2 separate regions of the Oryzias latipes genome follow, and region 1 is linked to region 2. Evidence: chromatin contacts called from public Hi-C data. All regions are on one chromosome and are shown on one strand. The core of a region is the stretch at or near the end of the contact, and the rest is flanking DNA. Distances in the headings are between cores, read along the strand shown.

Region 1 (4,780 bases), core at 628-3,127, 200 kb after region 2:
ATTGATAGCAGAAGAAGAAACCAAAGTGATCATGACAGAAAACACCCGTTCTGACTGAAAAGGAATTTCCATCTCCTGCTGTCAAAAATACAAAGTTAGAGTTTCTGAATGTTTACAGTTTAACTTTCAACACGTCTTTAAAGGACGTATGTTTTGTACGTAGAGCCCGGAAAGGGTCTCAAAAATGTGCGTAGCAAAGCGTGAACGAGAGAGTCTTGAACATGAAAGCCTTAAACCGGCTTTTACGTACACTTTTCATTGGAAGTGGTCGCTTGGACGGCTTGCATTGCCGAGGGCGGTTTGAGTGTAGCTTTACAGTCAGTGGATAAGAGGAAAGCTGCAGTTTTTAACGTCACCTCAGAACGTCCAAAAGAAGTGAATCCAAATGATGAAACTCCCTCCGCAGCATCTCTGAACCCTCTCCTTCCCCTGACAAAAAACGTTTCCACAAATCGAATATTTTTTCACTGATCAGTGATTCCTGTAAGGCAAGTGACACCACTAGTGTGCCGTGGGAAATTACACATTCACTGACCAAACAACATTTTCCATCTCCAGGATATCAGCTCTGTGTTCATCCAAACAGGCCCTGATAAAACGCTGAGTAGTTGTGAATATGAAAGATCATAAAATACTTTTTTCTTTGTGTTTATTTGATTCTATTAAAGACTCTTTGATAAGAATGACGGTACCGCAATTTAGCCATAGCTTCAGACGTTGTTGGAAAAGTCCCGCCCCTTTTACTGTCTCCACCGATCATCACAACTCAAATTTACATATTTATCTAACTAAATGTCATAGTACTCCAATTCAGTTAACTGTTTTTCCATATTAATTAATTGTACTTCTTTAACTCTCATATGTCTAAGTTTGAGCCTGCAGATATTCTCATTTTATGATAATAAAATGATTAAAACAATGTGAATTTGCAGCATGAAATCATGTGCCATTTCTTTGACTTTAAGAATGTATTGTGCTGTAGGGCTGCTATATAAACTCATCATCCTCCTCTTCCTCCCTCTTACTCATGGTGCAGAAGAATAAAACATAACAGGACAAATAACTAGACAAAACACAGTAAAACAGCTAAAAAACATAACATATTTGGTCAAAAATCCACACTTAAACCCAAATCTGTCCAGACAGGCAAAGGGAATGGTATCCCACAATCCCTTGCGGTGCCGATCTAACAGCAGCACCAAAGTTACACCTACTTAATTGAATTAATTTAAATAAAAAGTAAAATAAATGTCTGACAACTACGTGTTATTTTTAAGCTGACTTAACTAAAAAGAATTGATTCATCTTAACTGAAGCAAATAATTAAGCAAATTAAGCAAATAATTAAGCTCCAGACCAGGTTATGTTCAGAGCATGAGTTGCTATGGCAACTTGACATACCCTGAAACATACCTCCATTTCTGGAACCGAAAGCTGAGGTTATCAACTTCCTTAACCCTTAAACTTACCGTGGTAACTAGCATAACCTGCTTTCTGGAATACCCCCCTGAATCCGTCATCAGCTCACATATGGTTGTTTGTGTTTATAAAAACAGGACATAAAGGAGGAAGGAAGGAGGGGAAGGAGAGTCATTTCGAGCAGCTCTGGGTTGGGATTTCCTGCTGAAATCTGTGGCATCTGTCAACTCGGCCTCCAGCAAACTCCTACCACTCTCCCCTTCAGAGACGCTCCTCCCCTCGCATCTGAGGACTGTCAGAGACCCACCACTGTCCAGGGCTATTTATTCTGCACTGTTCATCCTCCTCTATTTATTTATTTATTTTGCACCGTGCCACGATTGGAGGGAACTGCCTCCATCTCACCTCCAACCACTCCAAACCCCCACAGCAAGTCACAACAAAGGCATGCGTGGTAGCTACTCCCACAGCTGCTGTGGATCGTGTTTCTGCAGATCTCATCTGTGATGTCGGCTCGCTGCACGCTGCACGCTGCTCACCTCTTTCTGTTCTCACTGATGCAAGGAGAGAAACTTTTGGCGCTTGCATGCGGCATTATTAGAATTCGGTTCTGGCTTCCAGCGGACTTCTTCCTGAATCAGCCACCTCTCCCACACGATGCTCCGCACTGATCCGAGCTAACCATTCTCCGTGTGATTTCATCAATCTTTCATCTGCTGGAGGCCTCTGCAGAGAACTCATCACGCAGCACAAATCCCTCAGTTCCCTGTTTACATGACAAATTCACCAAGCGCAAAGTTGAAAACACTTCAGAGCAAAGATGTGGCACTAAATGCACCTTCAGGTAGCCTAAAAATGTCAAGGAAACCAACCTTAAGAAAAAAATCGTAAAACAAACTGTCCATGCAGCTAGTAATTTTAATAAACGATGAAGGTTCTCATTCTCCTTGGATAGTCATCGCAACTGGACCTAAAATCTCCTCCCATGAAAGGTTTCACCGCTCATCCATCAGTCTGATGGAGAGAATTTTAAATCCAGGTGCTTTGATTCAAATTCAAGACCACAAAATGTGATCAAAATGAGAACAACGCTGTCAGTACAAGGTGGCCCATCTTAATAAAACCTCAAAAGAATCTATAACTTATGGTAAGGAAACAAATCTAGACTGCCTGAAATAGGAAAAGAGCACCAACCTTGAGAAGATCACCAAAAAGGAGTAAAATGATCTGTCTATGCAGTAAATCATTTTTTTATTGAACAAATAAGTAATCAGTAATCAGTGGAATTCTGAAACCGTTAGAATATATCTTCAATTTATCATTCCAAACAGGTTCATTTCCTAATCAAATGAAAATTGCAAAAGTTATACCATTGTACAAAACCGGGAACAAGCATCACTTCACAAACTATAGGCCAGTTTCTATGTTACCGCAGTTATCAAAGATTTTGGAAAAAATGTTCATAACCCGATTAAACTCTTTCATCGAAAAGCACAAGATACTGGACGAAGGACAGTATGGGTTCAGGTCAAATCGATCAACATCACTGGCCCTGATGAATGTAATAGAAAATATAACAAATGCTATTGATAATAAAAAACATGTAATCGGGGTATTTATTGACTTAAAAAAAGCTTTCGACACAATTAACCACTGTATATTAATTCATAAATTGGATCGGTATGGTATTAGGGGGTTAGTGCTAGACTGGAACAGAAGCTATTTGAGCAACAGAAAGCAGTTTGTAAAGGTTGAACGTGCTTGTTCCCAATGTTTGGACATTGTTTGTGGTGTCCCTCAGGGGTCGGTTCTGGGACCAATATTGTTTATTTTATATAAAAATGATTTATTTCAGGTTTCTAACAAATTACGGCTAGTTCTATTTGCTGATGATACTAATGTGTTTTGTGATGGGGATGATCTGCAGCAACTCATTGAAATTGTTAAGAAGGAGATGGAAAACTGAAGCTGTGGTTTGATGTAAATAAGCTTTCACTAAATTTAAGTAAAACAAAAATGATGTTATTTGGTCACCATAAGGGTAACAATATTAACATTGACATGCACATAAATGGGGTGAAACTTGAAAGAATTTATGAAAATAAATTTCTTGGGGTCATAATTGATGACAAACTTACCTGGAAAGCACATATTAGCTACATACAAGCTAAACTATCCAGAAGTATTTCTGTCTTAAATAAAGCTAAACTGGTTCTGGACCACAAATCACTCCACATGTTATACTGTACATTAGTTTTACCATATTTTTCTTATTGTGTAGAGGTTTGGGGGAACAACTATAAAACAACGTTACATTCACTTTCAATACTTCAGAAGAGAGCAATACGAATCATACACAAAGTCAGTTACCTTGAGCACACAAATATATTATTCATAGAATCAAAATTACTCAAATTTTACGATCTAGTAGAGTATTGTACCGCTCAAATAATATTCAAGGCCAAAAACAACTTATTACCCACAAATATCCAAAGGTTATTTATTACAAAAGAGGAAAAATACAATTTTAGGGAAAAAGATACATTTGTCATACATAAAGCACGTACAAATAAAAAGAGATTCTGTGTTTCAATTTGTGGAGTGAAGTTGTGGAACAGTACCAGTAAATGCTTGAAACAATGTCCAAACATAAAAGAATTTAAATATAGATACAGGAAGATGATCATGGATAAATATGTGCAAATACAAAAAAATACAGAATGTCAGCATTTATAAATCTGCATACTTTGACAATACGTTTTGTTATTCATTTGTATGTTGTTTGGAAATGAAAATTACATGTATATATGTACATATACACTTGGGTAGGGCACTGGACTCTGATGGTGGGAAAGTAAGGGCTTAGGGTAAAGGGGGGTGAGAGTTTATAAGATTTTTCTTCTTCTCACTCCCTTTTGGACTGGTGTTTATATCATTTTGTTTTGTTTTGTTTTGTACAATTTACTTGTCTTTTTCTTGTTTTTGTAAGTTTTGTCTCGTTCTTGTCTTATTCTGTTATTTTACATTTGTTTCACTAGTCCAAAATAAAAAAGACTACTACTACTACTACTACTACTACAAATCAAATCTTATAGTAAGGTATCAAAATCTAGAAATCCTCAAAAAGGAGAAAAATAAACTAAAAGCTAACTGTTGGATAGAATTACTTAAAATTGAATGTTCTAAAGCCCAAAAAGAAGGATTTTATGCTAGTTTAAAGCAAATTGGTTGTATTTTTTGAAATTATATGCACATAATTGCAGCTCGTTTTGATTACAGTGACAAAAAACTAGTGTAAAAAGAGGAAATGGCTCATTTTAGAACAAAATGTAAAAGAAGGAATGTGAAGGAAACCATTATA
Region 2 (5,030 bases), core at 1,191-3,690:
AAGCATCTGTTCAGAGAGAAAGTTCATCTCTTACCGCTTGATTTTGTCCAGATGATGAAGCAAAAGGTTGTTTTAAAGAAGCCGGCGCAGTGATACAAAACATTTAAGCTAGGTGACCGGAACTTCTTTTTTCACCGTGCGGTTATCAGGTTTTAATGCACACCCAGCAACCAATCAGAATCGAGTATTCAACCGGACCATGGTATAATCTTGCTTTGATTGCTTAAAATAAACAATTTAAAATCAAATTACATTATAAAAAAACCACTGGAGTTGACCAATCAGAGTAATCTGAGGGATGGCTGCTGTCCCCAAAGCAACAGTGTCAGCAGGAAAAGCATCCAGGAGGCTTTTTAGCAGGACTTCATATAAATCAGGACATATTTTGTCAATTTTGCCCCAAAGTTTCAATCAGAGAAAATGAAATCTGCCTTCAATGGGACTGAATAGATAATTGTTGATAAGTTCTCACTGTGCACATGTACCTGTACTGCTCCTGTGTGTCTCGCAGTAGTTTTTTCAGCTCTTCTATCCTCTCTGTAGTTAGCCTACGAACGATGACGTCTTCAATGGTCTCCACCACCTCACCCTTCTCTCCACGCTTCCGCCTGGAAAAGGATAACATAAATGTTTACAATGAACACCGTGGTGTTCCACACGTCTGGAAAAGTCCGTTGGGGTGTGAGGTTCTGGATATAAATGTGTTTTCAAACTGACTTTGGTGCTTCTGTGGCTTCAAGCAGTTCCGAATACTGTGAGGCACAGTGCTGATGAGTGGAGAAGAAAAGGATTTTAATCTTTAGCAGACAAAAAAATAAATTTGAGATAGAGACTGTAAATAGAGAGCAACAAACTTGTGAAACAGATGTGAACTAATTTAGAAACATCTGGATTGGTTTGGTGGTTCTCACCTTTTGAGAAAACCAATCAGGTGGACGCCCAGATTCTGCAAAAGGCTTGATGGCTCTGCTTACAGATACCCTAAAGACAAAAACAAAGAAACATCAAGAAAAAAACAACAACTGTATGTTAAAAATAAGATTTATCCAAAAGTGTGTTGTAGTTTTGGTAAAAGCATTATTTCCAATCACATATGTATGCAGAAACATGTAAAATATGACGATCAAAAAAATGATTTAACCGCTCCAAAGTTGCTTAATGTTGAATTGGTGACACCACTAAGACATTTGCAAAGACTGCTTTGCAAACACCAAACTAATGTCATCGACTCTTATGAAGTGAGTGTGTTAGATAATTGAAATTTGAGTTTACACAAAAAATAAAAATAAAACCCCTCCTGGCAATTTGAAATCTTTTTCTATTTAATAAATAGGAAATGCAATTTTGCTTTTGGGAAGACCCCCACGCATCAACAACTGCTTGGTTCCTCCTGGATGCTGGAAATTCTGTACATTCTCCGCTCTGCTGTACATCCCAAGTGTGCCCGTTTCTGTCAAACTCTTCCCCATTCAAAAATTAATAAACAGCCCTTCAAAAGGATAGTAGATGTATTGCCATGAAACATTGTTGGTGCGAATAGATATTGTGTCACAAACTTGCTGAACCAAGTGCTGTTGAGCTTTAGAGAACATTTACACACATAGCCTTTGCAAAAGTTACCAGTTTTGGTCTCCGCTCCTCATAACCGACGATGCCAGACACAGCTTCTCTCTAACCGACCATGGTTCTGTCGGTCCGACAGTCAGCATCTTGTGTTCTATGTGAGAAAAGGCATAAAAAACACAAAACTTTTGTTCCTCCTCCTAACATAAACAATAACAGTAAGCTCACACACTTGATCTGGGCAATCCAATGAATTACACATTTTAGTCACATGCCTACTTAAGTGGGCAAAAAAAATATTTATTTACGAATAAAAACGGAAAGTTTTCATAGCAAATGCATTAATGGATTTTTAGAATTATTCTTTTTATATTTAGACTAGTAGGTTTTCCTTGCGGTGTGAATTGCTAACGTTAGCATTGTGTTAGCTTGTTTCGTTGTAAAACTGTCTATTTAAGAATACAAACAATGCATTTTGCTTCGGAAATGTATGATAATATTTAGTAGAATTTGTAAACACAAAATAATTTAAAAATACATTGCAAATAACTACCTTGTTAAAAGCAAAATTTACAAAAGCTTTTACTGTTATTGCTATTTATGTTAGCCTCGGTGTTTTCATAGGGGGACAAATTCGCGAGACACACACTTTTTACCAACACAGAAACGCTTTTTAGGCCAAAAAGAAAATGTTTTCTGTCTTTATTTTTTTAAAGAAAATAGAATATAAAGATTTTAAATAATTGCATGTTTTAAATACATTATAAAATGCAAATAAAAGCTAAGGTTTACTCACTGCCGATACCGCTCGCCATAGTTTTTGTGACTGGCCACCGGACCGATTTCAATGGTGCACAGGGCACGGTACACGCCCACAAACGGCACGGACAGAGCGGAACTAAAGTTAATAGATTCTTTTGTATTAAATGTTAATGTTAATATTTGAACTTTATTACTATATAAAAGATCGATTTCATAAAAAAAAATCTGATTTCCATTCATCATTCTACAAAAATTATAATACTATATTGTAAAACAACTAAACAGTATTATCAGGTCTTAACACCTGCAAAAGTTTTCCTGGACCTTTAAATGGTCCTAAAAGTCTAGATGAATAGCTAAAAAATCACGGTGAAGACTTTTGTCTTAACAAATGTCCATTAGATAGTCAACACTTTTCACAAGGAGGGGAAGCCCCAATATCCCTGCTAAACAAGCTGGAAGTTCAAAGAATGCTTACAGAAAATTAAGCGAATGATGAAAGAGGGATGCCGTGCGACAGACTGGATCAGCTGAACTGCAGGCTTTCTGCTGCCTTCATGTAGGTCCACAGCTCTGCCAAAGTTACCAGTTTGTAAAAACAAACACTCACCAGGAACATCCAGCCTCCTCCTTTCTTAACATCCCTTCCACTATCAACATGTGAGCTCAAATACTTTCCCTTCTCTAGTCTAACCTCATTCACTATGGGGCCACATCAGAACTCAAAGGTCCAGATGAGAAGTTTTTTTCTTTTTATTATTTTATCTAATACATCAATGTGAATTCTTACAATAACACCCACGTTTCATGTCTTGCAGTGTGACTGACTGCACAGCTCATTGTTTTCATTCACACAGGTCAATAAAATCATCACAAACAGGCTGCAATCATCGGAAAACAGCAGTTTGCAGTCTTCACTGTGATTATGTGACCGGTACTGTTAGACCGAGACCGTTAGACCATTCCAAAAGGTAAAACAAACCTTTGCAGGGGTTTGGAGTTACTGATTAAATAAGCCCAAAGAGCCTCCAATACTCAACTTTTTTCCACAGTATTCAAATTTTTAAAGAATTTTACCAATTCTTCTATTCCATCTCCTCCAAGTCATAAAATTTGCCGTTTAGAGAAATAAACACTTTAATCTTTGTGTCTTTTTTTCCCTCCAAATGATCAACTTCCTGTTGGTTTTCAAATTAAAAGGCCTCTGTATTCGTTCCATGCAACAGCTGGAGGGAGCAGTCTGCATAGACGAGCTCTGGATGCTGCAGGCTTCATTCAATGACAGCGTTTTGGCCATGATCAACACCAAAATAAAGTTTAGGTAGATGACTGTCAAAACACATCAGTCTGAGGGGCTTATAAACCAGGATCATGCAAACGTAAGCCTTTATTAGTTTTGTGATTATTTATGTTCACATTTTTTTTCCATTTTCAGGTGACATGAACCCAAAAGAAGCAAAAATAAACAAACAGACTCAGTCATTTAAATATTGGCAGTCTTTATTTCCACAAGACTAAGAAATGATGTTTAATATACATTTTTTTCTTACAATTTAACATCTATCTTGTGTGTTTTTTGATAACATTTAGGAGATACTCTGACATGTAAAAATCTGGTGTACTGTTAAGGCCTCTTTTAGAGACATCTAAACCCGGCTGCTCTGTATTTACACTTCTTTCACTCCTTTTCAGTCATTCGTTTCTTCAGAGCGAGTCCTTTTCTGTTCTCGAGGGGCCAAAGGCAAAGCTTCCAACACCTGCCGAACCTAACCTAACTTTTAAGTCACATGACCGTCCAGCAGCTCCTGCCAGCCGGGTTCGCTCGCCGCCCCGGGGCCTGCAAGCGCCGACATTCAACCATCGCCACCCAAAACCAATAAACCTAACATCCCCCCCTTCACCCACCCCAGCTCTGAGATTGCTTCTTCGGAGCTCCAACACACGTGCACAAGCCCATGCAGAAATGTTTACGGGTTACAAAAACAGAGTTCCCGTCTGAAGTGGAAGCGCTGCTTTTCGTTTAAGGCTTCAGGGCTTTTAATGCATAGATGTTTTCTTCAAATCCTTCAAACTCTGAACCTTAATAAAAACGGGAGGTGTCTTTAAAACCTAACGGCGCTCGCTTCAAACCAAAGAGGTTTGATTCGAGTTTACACTTGAACAGGATTTCTTTTCCTCATGTGAGCGTCTAATAAATTACTCAGAGAGCCAAGTGTTCCTTTTCCAGCTGTACGCATGCTATAGCGCTGTATTTGGGTGGGAAAACATGTTGCAATGACATTCAAATACAGACATAAGTTACTGTACAAAAGCTACAGGAGGCAGCATCGGTTTAGGGTAGAAACGGTCGACTCACAGACCTGATTATCAAACTGGAGGATGCTGAACTTTCAGGGAATCTGTGCAGACTAAATCCTTAAAAAAGCGGGACAAAACACTCAACCGAACGGGAGGAACGCAACTGTGACGGAACCTCAAGATTCCACCTTAAAGGGTGAGAACACATTCCTGCCTGTTTGTACTACTTAGGCTATTTCAGAGGCAAGACAAGGAGGGGAGGGTAAAACTGTGCACTCTGTCCTCTTCCATCCTCTCAGACAAGCAGTACAGTCTGCCTGTAGTACCAAATATATATCTTCATACCAAAAATAGACAAACAATCACATCTCCTCAACATAGAACCCTGTATCAAAATAGACTTTGAT

The links. A called contact is a pair of places that touch in the nucleus more often than the background predicts.
Region 1: a contact with region 2 is called in a Hi-C map of embryo, with 2.0 times the contacts expected there. The contact joins the enhancer-like site here to the promoter of LOC101160248 in region 2. A contact is called at or near these places in 2 of 5 Hi-C or Micro-C datasets (embryo and fibroblasts).

Annotation. Positions count from the first base shown.
Region 1 is chr10:26,592,109-26,596,888 of ASM223467v1, forward strand. No RefSeq gene overlaps it. Among protein-coding and RNA genes, the nearest start is that of mir19b-2, 7.0 kb to the right of the region's middle. Within about 2 kb of position 1,878, at least 3 of the 8 cell types and tissues checked have an H3K27ac peak or open chromatin away from gene starts, as enhancers often do. A contact at or near this core is called in embryo, where this site is marked.
Region 2 is chr10:26,392,522-26,397,551 of ASM223467v1, forward strand. LOC101160248 (bromodomain-containing protein 8) reads right to left here and starts at 2,441. Exons shown (of 18, transcript XM_011480511.2): 1 at 2,360-2,441; 2 at 1,621-1,717; 3 at 912-981; 4 at 718-767; 5 at 486-608. The coding sequence starts at 2,378. LOC101160491 (glypican-6) reads right to left here. Exons shown (of 9, transcript XM_004073642.3): 9 at 3,805-5,030.